Regions from separate parts of the Sus scrofa genome. Here region 1 is linked to region 2. Evidence: chromatin contacts called from public Hi-C data. All regions are on one chromosome and are shown on one strand. Each heading gives the region's core, a stretch centred on a gene start, on an enhancer-like site or on the middle of the called end of the contact. The rest is flanking DNA. Distances are from core to core; before and after follow the strand shown. Region 1 holds the start of CXXC5 (CXXC-type zinc finger protein 5). Region 2 holds the start of SPATA24 (spermatogenesis associated 24).

Region 1 (5,930 bases), core at 1,034-3,533, 190 kb before region 2:
GGCGGCGGAGGAACCTCTGCCCCCACCCAGGAAAGGGAGGTGGCACGGGAGAGGGAGGGGCAAGCCCAGCTCCTGCCCTCCTGGTAGCGCGGGGCTCCTACCGGGGTTGGAGGGGGGCTTCCACCAGGATCCCCAGGACCCACTGAGCGCTCAGAGGCCAACCTCCCTCAGCTGTTCCCACCCCTTCCCAGGGCAAAAATCATCTCCTCCCCAAGGAGAGAGGACAATTTCCGTTCTGAGAAGGGGGTGAGTTCTGGGAAGGGGGTGACAGCTGCAGAGCGGGCCACTCCCCCCCCCCGCAGCTCTTACTTGAGCCTCATCCAGGGAAACTGCTAAATCAACACTACGAAGTAGTAGGTAGCGCGGGCCTCAGTCGCCTCGAATCGCTCTCCAAAGGGCTGTGGAGGAGGAGGCTTCGGGGCGCAGCTCCCGGGTTTCCTCGGTTGGCACCCAAGCTACGGGGGTCCTTCGGGAGCGGGATCAGGGCGCGTTCGGGCCACCCCCTAAGGACGTCTCATTTAAACGCTCTCAGCTGCAGGGACAGCCACCCCCCCCCCGCCCGCCCGCCCCCGCGAGCCGGGGCAGCTGAGGTGGCGCCGGGCGTTCAAATAGCGCTCCAAACAAGTCCGCAGCCACCGCGCACGCAGCCCCCGCCAGGCGGCCCCAGCGGAAAACTTGAAAGGGACTCTGTTTGCCGGTCGCCCTGGGGCGGCTCCGGCGGGGCGAGGGCCGAACGACCGCACACGCCCCCTCCCCAGTGCTTCCTGCGCCAACGCGGGGAGGGGACGGCGGGCCCGCCACAAAACCCAGGGCTCGGAACAGCGCCCGCGGCGCAGGGAGGCGGAGGGCCAGAGGCTGCCTCGCCGGGGCCGCCCCCCCCACCCCCGCCCCAGCCCCTTCCATCCCAAGAAGCGACTCTCAGACCACCCAGGGTCGAGGGGGGCCAAGGAGGGTGCGGCTGCCAACCCTTCAGCACCCCCCCCCGTCGCAGGAGACAAGGGGAGGGCACGAGTCTTTCCGGATGGGTCCCTACAGAACCCCCAAATCTGCGGCTGCCTCCTCGCAGCCCGTGGCACCAGCCCAACTCCGCGCACCTTTTCCGATTCCTAAAGCGGGGGGGGGGGGGTAGCAAAAAGCGAACCTAGTCCCTCCTTGAGCGCTTCGGCTCTCCTGACAGGTCCCAGGGGCAGCCCCCCATTTAAAAACCGGGGTCACTCACTTTCTGTTGATCCTACAAATAAACAAAGCCTGACGCACCCCGCGCTCCCCGCCGGGAAGCAGCCCATTCCGGGCGAGGACAACTTCCCCCGGCAAGAAAATTAACACATTCTTCCCGAGGCGGTGCAGCCCCTCGCTCCGGGGAAGCAAAGGGGAGGGGGGGCTGGGGCCCAAACTTCACGGGTAAATTTGGAGCCAGAGCAGCGAGGCAGGCGCCTGGGACACCCGCCTCCCACAGCTCCGCAGCGAGAGGAACACCCCCAGTCTCCCACCCTGGCTTTGCCTGCTGTTTGGCCACGCGGGGCTCGAGAGCCAGCCTGAAAGACTCCCCAGGGCTGGGGAGGATGGGAGAACGAGGCCGCGGGGAGCAGCGGTGGTGGGGGGTGATCCTTTAACGGAAAAAGAAGGTCAAACTTGATCAGCCCGCCAGGCACCCCGCGGGCAGCGGGGGCGAGGAGCCGGAGGGGAAATGTAGAAGTGGCCACCGCCCCCTCAAGTGGAGGGGGAGACTCAGCCACGCGTGGTCCAGGGCATTAAGAGCAGTTACCGTCGCCCCCCAAACACCAGGCTGCGAATGGGGCATGGTGGGGGGAGTGCGCGCCGGAGAGCTCCAATCAGCCGCCCCCGCAGGCGGAGCGCCCGCCCAACACCGAGAGGTGAGGACCCGGGCTCCCGCCGCCCCTGAGCCCTCAGGCTCGAGGACCTGGGGAGGGGACAGGAGCCCCAGCCCCAATCCATGGCGCCCAAGCCGCCGTCCCCGACCCTAAAACCCCTCTTTTTGTCTGAACTCAGTGATCTGCGACCGAGCTGACTGCGGCTTGGGGAGGCTGGAGTATAGCAGAGGCCACCGAGCGATCCCCGGAGCTCGGGCTCCCAGCCGCCGGGGCTCCCGGGCTCAGGCCACCGGCACCCCCTGCCCCACCCAAACCCGGACCCCTCCTTCCCCGTCCCTGGCTCTCCGCACCTGAACTTCGGGGGAGCCCGCGCCGCCAAACTTTCCGCCGACTTGCAGCGAACTCCGGCCCCGGCCGCGCACCGGGCCCCGGGGAGGAGAGGGAGGTAGGCGGGGAAGGGGAGGGGGCCGGCCTCCGGGGGGTCGGGGGAGGGCCGTGGCCCGACACCTACCGGCTCTCAGAGTCGTCCAAGCCGCCACCGCCGCCGCCGCCGCCGCCGCCGCCGCGAGGCCGAGGGGGAGGGGCGGGGCGGAGAGCTGCGCTCCTCTCTGGGCACAGCCGCCGCGGTGCGCTCCGCTCCAGCCGCGCCGCCCGCCGTGCCCGGGGCCGGAGCCGGAGTCACGCCGCCGCGGCTGGCCGGAGGCGGGGAGGGGGGGGGAGCCTGCAGCACCTGCCCCTCCTCCCCCTCCCCGCGGCCCAAATTAAAAAACAACAAAAAGCAACTAATCACCCCCGAGCGCAGCGCGGCGCGGCTGGCGGAGGGCGCAGCGTGAGGCGCCCGGACTCAGCAGGCGGCGCGCATGGCTGGGCGCGGGCTGGGCAGGGCTGGGACGCGGGGCCCGGCTTCGGGGAACAAGGTCCTGCCGCTCTTCTCGCTCGGCTCCGGCGCCTGCTCTCGCCGCCGCCGCCGCCTCTGCTGCCGCCAGTGCCGCCGCCTCTACATCCCCGCTCAGGCTCCGCCGCCTCTGCCGCCGCCGCCGCCGCCGCCGCCGCGCGCCCGCCGGGGCAGGAGCTCTGAACGCTGCCCGGGGGCTGCCGGCAAAACCCGGACCGGACTCGACGCTCCCTCCCTCCCGACGCAGCCCTGGCCACTTGGACGCCGCAGGCTCTGAGGCTGGAGCTGCAGCCACTGCGCCTCCAGCTCTCCGCGCCCTGACCTGGTCGGCCCTGGCTCAGCTCCCCGGCGCGCCCCGTCTTCACCTCTTTCTCCGCAACTTTACAAAAATAAATAAATAAATACATAAGAGGACCTCTCTCGTTTTGTGAGGAGGGCATGCGCTCGGCGACGCACCTGACGAGGAAATCCGCCGCCCCTCTGTCCCCTCTGTTCGGCCGGCCGCCAAGCTGCAAGGACCGGTGCTGAGGGTTTGGCCGCGCCCCGCGGCTCAGCGGCGCGTAGGGTCGGGAACTCCTAGCCGAGCACTCTCGGAATTAGACGCGTGTTGAAGGACTCCTCCCTTCCCAGGGCGCTTTCCCGAACTCGGTGGGCTCTAGTTCTCCGGGAGAAAGGGAGCCGAGGTTCCTGTCCCCATTTCACAGATGAGGAAACCGAGCCGAGGAAGGGCATTTTGTTTCCTGTGCCGGCGCCACCCCAAGCCCTGAGTCCTGGAGCTAAAGCGACTGCATTGTGGCCCTGAGACGGGACCGCGAAGTGTAAACTCAGCCTGAGACAGTGCCTAGCACAGAGCATTGCTCGACAGACAGATACCGGCTGAAAGAGAACAAAAGCCCAGTGGGTACAGATTTGGGCCCGCATATCCTGAGCACCACTCGGTGCCCCTCCATCTGCCCAGCTTGGGCTAATCCTAAGGCTGCAGATGTCCTCTTCTCATCTCTTCAGTGACCCATAGAGCCAGCCCCAGGCCCACTCATATAATCCCGAACTGCCGATAGTGCCAGCGTGGAACGTTTCCTTCCCTTCTGTGGAATTCGTGGGGGTGGGTTTGTCTTCCTCTGCTAGCAGAGACAACACAGCCCCCGACCAACCGGAGACCCTAGTGGAAGAGGGGGAGGACCGTGCGGGAAGTCTGCCTGGGGATACACCTGATAACAGGGAGTTTGCTGCAGAGACCTGGGTGCCACAGGAGTCGCCTCTGTGAAAGAAGCGAAACAAGCTGCCACCTCTCTGCTTCCTCTCCTCTGGGTGGCCTGCCTGGGGGGTGGAGGGCCTGAGGCCTGTGTCTCCCAGGAGCAGCCCCTGGTGCCCACCTTCCGAGCCATCTAAAGGTGGCTTTTGGGACCTTGACCCAGCCAGGGGATAAGGTTGTGAGGCAGGTGTCAGATGGCTCCCCTGACCTCCCAGGCCACAGGGAGCGAGCCTCTCGTGGACACTCTGCTCCTTCCACAAATGCCGAGAAGGGTCCTCCCCTCACTGTGTGCCCAGGAATGGCTCCCTAGGGGAGGCCCCGAGGAGCCTCTCCTTCTCCTCACCAGCAGCCTTCCTCAGCGCCACCCCAAATAGACATACCATGCGAGTGAAGCAAGGTACCTGCTCTGGGAACACAGTTTTAAGACAAACACCTCCAGGCTATCGGCCTCAAACTGCTTAAAGGCAGATATTCTGGGGCCCAGCCCAAGTGTCAGGGACTGTGTTGGGCACTGACCATATGGGGAAAAGGAGACAGGATCCCAGGCCTAGAAGCTCCAGGATCTCCAAACTCTTGGCCAGCCACCATCTGCTTTTTCTGGGGAAGCTGAGGCCCAGACTGTGACCTGTCCCCCAGGAGTCAGTAGCAGGCCTCAGCAGATTGGGCCCCAAGAGATGAAACAGACCTGCAGGGCTGCTGAAGCCTAGGGCGAAGGCAGGATCAGGCCCTGCACCCTGAAAAAAAGCTTCATGCTGAGATCCATGGGGGGTGTGTGTATGTGTGTGTGTGTGTGGTGTGTGTGATTTCTCCCCCCCAGGGAATTACAAGTCCACATTTTCCTCCCAGACCTCTGCCCACCTCCCCAGGTCAGAGGGCAAAGGCCAAGGTTCTGCAGGCGGCCATGGACATGAGTCAGGGGATCCCAGGGGCGACGTTCTCAGGGAAGGGGTGTTGACAGGCGCCTGGCCCGGGTTGGAGGGCAGCTCTTGGAGTCTTCGGCTTCTCCTGGAATTCAGAAGTGGAAAGAGACCCGGATCCTCACGCCACTCCAGGTCAGAACCACAGAGGAGAGTGGCAGAACTGTCCACACGGAAAATGCAGTAGAACAGGAAATGTCCTGCAAATCATCCACACGGAACTCTCCACCACAACAAGGAGAGAAGGGGAGACACCCAGGAAGCATTAGGCGGGAGATCTCTGGCCTTGGGGGAGACCATCCCCTCCCCAGCCCCCTTCCATGAGAACTGAAGGGATCCGGGTCCACCACTCCCTCCAAAAAGGAGCAGTGTTGAGTTTCACATTGTTATTCAACCCGTCAGCCTAGATTCAGGAAGCAAGTTCGGTGAGTGTCCAGGCCCCATCCAGGGGAGAAGGGCGGGCCCCCACCTGCCCTGCCTTCTGGGCAGGCCGTGTCTGTCCAGTACCCTAGATCCTGCTCTCCAGATGGATCCTGGCTCTATTCTCCAGGGTTGGCATTTACAAAGCTCTTACCCTAAGCAGGGCATTGAGCTAAATAGTTAAGGTGCCTTATCTCATTTCATCCTCGCATCGGCCCCAGGAGTACTATCATCCCCCCCTTTTCTATTTTTTTAATTAAAAAAAATTTTTTGGTCTTTCTTTCTGTCTTTTAGGGCCACACCCGTGGCATATGGAGGTTCCCAGGCTAGGGGTCCAATCGGAGCTGTAGCCGTTGACCAATGCCACAGCCACAGCCACTCAGGATCTGAGTCGCATCTGCGATCTACACCCCAGCTCACGGCAACGCCAGATCCTTAACCCACTGAGCAAGGCCGGGGATTGAACCTGCATCCTCTTGGATGCTAGTGGGTTTCGCTAACTGTTGAGCCACAACGGAATTCCTCACTCCCATTTTTTAGATGAAGAAATTGAAGTGAGATGAGCACCAAAGTCGTTCTCCTGACCCCTGAGAAGTGTTGCTGATCTAGTGAGG
Region 2 (5,816 bases), core at 3,314-5,813:
AGAAAGCATTGATGGCATCACCCGTTCTCTGCTTATTTCCCAACAGAGAGCGGCAGCTGCAGCTTCCTACAACCAGTGTACACATCACATCCACTTGGCATATGAACATCAGTGGTTATCCCAGGTCCTTGCGAGTTTTGTCCCTCATGGTCCGCAGTGAAGGTAGCCTTGGTTTAGAAGTATAAGACATTGTTCAGTTGGGCTCGCAGAGCCCAGCCGGTCACAATCATTCTTGTGAAGAAAGAGGGAGATAAGATGCAGCAAAGAAGGAGAGTTAAGTGTGTACCAGATGGGCCGCGTTTTGGAGACGGGGGTCGGGAAACAAGTGACACCCAGCACCCAGGTTCTTGGAACTCACATCTCCTGGGGAAGCCAGTTAGACAGTGCTCCCCAGTGGGATGATTCTCAAAGAGGAGACCAAAGGAAACTTGGGAATCCATAACAAAGGGGTCTAGTCTAGGATGAAGAATCAGTGAAAGCAGTTCTGAGGAGGAGAGACTGGAAATATAATTACCTTCATACCAAGTGTGGTGAGTTTTTTGTTTTTTTTTTTTTTTTTTTTTTGAAGGAGATGGGAGAACATTGTTGGAATGCTCCCATTTCCACGAATCGCACCACCATCCATCCAAGTATGAAGTCAGAAACCAGGGAGACTTTGTGTGGTAGACTTAATTTAGTATCTCCCAATGGACCACACCTAACATTCATGACCTTGTGTAGTCCCCTCTCTGATGTGGGCTGGCCTTGATTCTTCGCTGATAGAATGTGGCAAAACCCAGCAGCTTCCATTTCTGCACTTTGGGGAAGCCACTGCCATATAAGTCCCACCACCCTGAGACCACTAAGCTAACCACGCAGAGAAGCCATGCAAAGGAGAACCAGACAAGTAAGCTGGCGGCAAGAATTGAACCCAGGCACATGATCCATGCCAAGCAGGTTATGCCACCCCCACTGATGATCATAGCAGAAATGAGCTGCCTGCCAAGCTAGTTCAAACTGCAGAGTCATGAGCAAATAATACAGTGGCTGTTTTAAGCTATGGTATGTGGTAATCTGCAGCAGGGGACAACTACAACACCTTGGCTCTCCTTTTCCCGTATCCTCTCCATCATTAAGTCCTATCAGTTTTACTTCCAGAACATCCTAAATCCATCCACTCTCTTCATCTCCTCTGACCCGAACAATCAAATTACCATCCACTCTCTCTGACAGAAGCCCCTGCAGTAGCTGCACCAGCATAAGTCTCCGTGCATCTGTTTGGGCCCTCTCCGATCTGTACACCTCTCTGCAACCAGGGAGATCTTTTCAAACCATAAGTTACAGCATGTCACCCTCTTGCTTAAAATATTTCCGTACCTATCTTGCCTCCAGAATAAAAGTCAGCCAAGTCTTCATCTTGACCGAATGCTTGACTAAGCTCAACCGAGTTTCTGGCCTCTACCCTTGCTTGTCCTATACATCTTTTTCTTTTCTGCTGTACTAGCCTTTTAGTTACTACACGCTGGCAACCCTTGTGCCCAAGGAGCTTTTGTGTATACTGTTCCCTCTTTCTGGGGCCCCTTCCCACTCACCTGGCCCTGCCCCCCTTGCTAAGTGCCTCCCAGTCACCTTAATAGGTCTCAGCTCAAACGTCTCTTCCTCACAGCCTTCTCTGACACCCCAGATTGGGCTCTTTTAAATTTCTCTCATTGCTCTCTTTCTTGCACCTGTCATAGCTATAATGTTATTTACTTGAATAATGACTTAAATTGGGATTTATGTGAATGTTTAGTTGATGATTATCTGTCTCCCCCAAGTTCTAGTCTGATTTTATTTGAACTGAACCTTGAAGGAAATGACTTGTCACCTGTCAGGACTTCTCTGGACCTATAGCTCAAATTCTTTGAAACTACTCCCATCGAAAGGTAGGATGGAGAGGAATTCCCATCATAGCGCAGTGGAAACGAATCCAACTAGGAACCATGAGGTTTCGGGTTCGATCCCGGGCCTCACTCAGCGGGTCAAGGATCCGGAGTTGCCGTGAGCTGTGGTGTAGGTCGCAGACACAACTCGGATCCCACGTTGCTGTGGCTCTGGTGTAGACTGGTAGCTACAGTTCCGATTAGACCCCTAGCCTGGGAATCTCCATATGCCGCAGGTGTGGCCCTAAAAAGACAAAAAAAAAAAAAAAGGTAGGATGGGGAGTTCCCATTGTAGCTCAGCAGTATCGAACCCAGCTAGTTTTCTTGAGGACACAGGTTCAATCCCTGGCCTCACTCAGTGGGTTAAGGATCCGGCATTGCCGTGAGCTATGGTGTAGGTTGCAGATAAGGCTTGGATCTGGTGTTGCTGTGGCTGTGGTTTAGACTGGTGGCTGTAGCTCCTAATCGACCCCTAGCCTGGGAACCTCCATATGCCTCATATGCAGCCTTAGGGAGAAAAAAAAGTTGGAACATGTCCCCTCTGCTCTGTGGTTCCTTGACCAATAGAGTTGTGCAGAAGTGACACGATGGCGGTTTTTAGGCCCAGGCCTTAAGGAACGCAATTTCCATTTCATCACTTTGGATGCTTTCTTTTTTTTTTTTTTTTAATTAATTAATTAATTAATTAATTAATTTATTTATTTATTTATTGTCTCTCTCTCTTTTTTTTTTTTTAGGGCCGCAGCCACTGCACATGGAGGTTCCCAGCCTAGGGGTCTAATCAGAGCTATAGCTGCCAGCCTACGCCATGGCCATAGCAATGTAGGATCTGAGCCTCATCTGCAACCTACACCACAGCTCCCAGCAACGCCGGATCCTTAACCCACTGAGCAAGACCCAGGATCGAACCTGCAACCTCATGGTTCCTAGTCGGATTTGTTTCCGCTGCACCACGAAATGGAATTCCTGCATGCTTTCTTTTAAACTCGGTTGTCATGCTCTGTGCAAGCCCAAGCAGCCCATGAAGAGGAACCCAGAACCTCAGTTTTGGGTTAAGCATCCAACTGCTGCGGCTCAGATCACTGTGGAGGCATCCTGGGCAGTGGGTTAAAGGATCCAGAGGTGCTGCAGCTGCAGCATAGGTCACAGCTGCAGCTGGGAATTCAGTCCTGGCCAGGGAACTTCCATATGCTGCTGATGTACCCATAAAAAAACAAACAAAAACTTGGACTGTGAAGTCAAACTGCCCATCAAAACCCTGTTCCAAGTCTCACTAGCTTGGGTGACCTTGGCTTGTTGAGTTATTCATTCTCATAGAAGCTGCATTTTCTCATCTGTAAAATGGAGACATTAGAAACTACTTTACAAGGTTATTATGAAAATCACATGAAATACTAGTAATAAGGCATAATGGGAGTTCCCCTCGTGGCTCAGTGGTAACAAACCAGACTAGTATCCATGAGGACATGGGTTTGATCCCTGGCCTCACTCCGTGGGTTAAGGATCCGGCGTTGCCATGAGCTGTGGTGTAGGTCACAGACGTGGTTCAGATCTGTTGCTGTAGCTGTGGTGTAGGCTGGCAGTGGTAGCTCCAATTCGACCCCTATCCTGGGAACCTCCATATGCCACAGGTGTGGCCCTAAAAAGCCGAAAAGAAAAGAAAAAGAAAAAGGGCATAATGATGTCACGAAGAGTCAATACTTAATAAATATTAGCTCTGGTTTACCCCAAGCATAATCTTATTTGTCTTTCAAAAAAAGCCCTCAGTAGGCATTGGCGGAGATGTGTGATCATCTTATCCTTCCCTGCTTCCATTTGACAAGTCTCCTGCTCGCCCACTTCAGTTCTCATCTCTTCAGGCTCTCCAGGGCCCTCCCCAGTGCCTTGACATGGCCACACATGGCCCCAGTGTGGCTGCCCGGAGCCTAGTACTGGAGTATGAGGAATCTTTTTTTTTCTTTTTAAAATGTATTTATGTATATATGTATGTATGTATATATGTATTATTTTCGGCCTTGCCAGCAGCACGCAGAAGTCCCCAGGGCCAGGGATGGAACCCATGCCACAACAGTGACAACAGTGGGTTCTTAACCTGCAGAGCCACCAGGGAACTCCAAGGAGCCTTATTCTAGGTAAAGCCACTCTCCTTTTCCATTCTTGAGCTCCACTTCTTTGCCTGGACTCAGGTCCACTAAGTGCTAAGTGTATTCCCAGGAGGAAGAGGGATCACAGGAAGCCGGAGGCTCCTACAATAAGGGGAATTAGCGATTAGAGTGGGATGATGAGACGTATGAAGCTAAAGATGCAGCGGTTGCCTTAGCTGACTCTTGCTTCGCGGACTTGCAGTTTAATGGGCCCAGGGGAAAGGCCAAGGGGCTGGTATCTGCTCCTCAGCCCTTACAGTAAGTATAGGTCGGGCCTGCCTGCTCCTCAGGCCTGTGTGAGAAACACCGTATAATACATGTTCAAATCCTCTATAAACTTCGATTACGAATGGTGTTAGTTCTCTGCCCCATGTGCCGCCTCTTAGTGAACGGCTCCTTTAAGAGGCGAGCCCTACCGCTGCTAACAAAGGAAGTCCCCGCCCCCGGTTGCCAAGGTGCTCTGTGGCGTCGCATTCTCATTGGTGGGCGACGGACGTGAGGCTGCCCGCGGCAGCCATTTCCAACGAGCTGGCGGGGGCTAAAGATGGCGACGCCCCTCGGGTGGTCGCAGGGGGGGTCAGGATCGGTGTGTCTCGCCTTCGATCAACTGCGGGACGTGATTGAGTCTCAGGAGGAACTGATCCACCAGCTGAGAAACGTGGTACGCAGCCAGGAGAGCTGGGGGAGAGGCCAGACTGGACGCCTAAATGGTGGGGACGGGGCCAGACCCTGTTCTGACGCCAGGGGCGTGCCTAGAGCACCTGCTAGTGGCGTCATCAGAAGGAGGCGGGGCCCAGTTGTGTTCTGGCTGGTAGGGGTGGAGCCAGAAAGGGGTAGTGTCTCATGAATATTTACCAGGGAATTTTAGACCTAACCAAGTTCTAGGGAGTTCCCCTCATGACCCGGTGGTTAACAACCTGACTAGTATCCATGAGGACGCGGTTAGATCCCTGGCCTCGCTCAGTGGGTTTCGGATCTGGCTTGCCGTGAGCTGTTGTGTAGATCGCAGAGGGCTGGCTGGATCCCGTGTTGCTGTGGTTGTGTTGTAGGCTGACAGCTGCAGCTCTCATTCGACCCCTTGGCTGGGAACTTCCGTATGCTCATAAAAAGCCCCCCCCCAAAAAAAGTTCTCTATTCTCATTGCCTGGTTGTACAGGGCCTGGTAGATATGCCTGTCTATTCGCTGAGCTTCGGTTTCTCCATTTCTTTATTTTTTTTAATTTTAAAATTTTTTCTTAGGGCCACACCTGCAGCATATGAAGGTTCCCAGGCTAGGGGTCGAATCGGAGCTACAGCTGCCGGCCTACACCACAGCCACAGCAACCCCAGATCTGAGCTGTGTCTGCAACCTACACCACAGCTCACAGCAGCGCCAGATCCTTAACCCACTGATCAAGGCCAGGGATCAAAACCGTGTCCTCATGGATCCTAGTTGGGTTCCTTAACCACTGAGTCACGAGGGGAGCTCCCAGTTTCCCCATTTCTAATTGGAGGGGACTTCAATGACGTCTCAAGGCCCTTATGTGCAAAGAACCTATACATCCTTCCTATTAGGGAATCCCCTCCCCGTGCTGAGTGCAGTAAGCACAGAACTGGCTCTTCACATGTTGACTTACAGGCTTCCAACCCCATTATGTACCTTTGCTTTTGCCTTATCAATCAAACCCCAGTTCTTGGGTGCAAAGCTTTGGAGCCACAGATTACCTGGACAGGCATGGTAAAGTCCTGGCCAGCTAAAGTCCATGGTTTTTCTATTTTTGTTTTTTCTCGT

What was found. Hi-C and Micro-C count contacts between places; a contact is called where the count stands out from the background.
Region 1: a contact with region 2 is called in a Hi-C map of subcutaneous adipose tissue, with 1.6 times the contacts expected there. The contact joins the promoter of CXXC5 here to the promoter of SPATA24 in region 2. A contact is called at or near these places in 5 of 47 Hi-C or Micro-C datasets (psoas muscle, skeletal muscle and subcutaneous adipose tissue) and 1 of 2 datasets of contacts at active chromatin or transcription factors (skeletal muscle).

What each region holds. Positions count from the first base shown.
Region 1 is chr2:141,477,345-141,483,274 of Sscrofa11.1, reverse strand. CXXC5 (CXXC-type zinc finger protein 5) reads right to left here and starts at 2,283. Exons shown (of 5, transcript XM_021084872.1): 1 at 2,183-2,283.
Region 2 is chr2:141,291,941-141,297,756 of Sscrofa11.1, reverse strand. SPATA24 (spermatogenesis associated 24) reads left to right here and starts at 4,563. Exons shown (of 6, transcript NM_001177922.1): 1 at 4,563-4,706. The coding sequence starts at 4,590.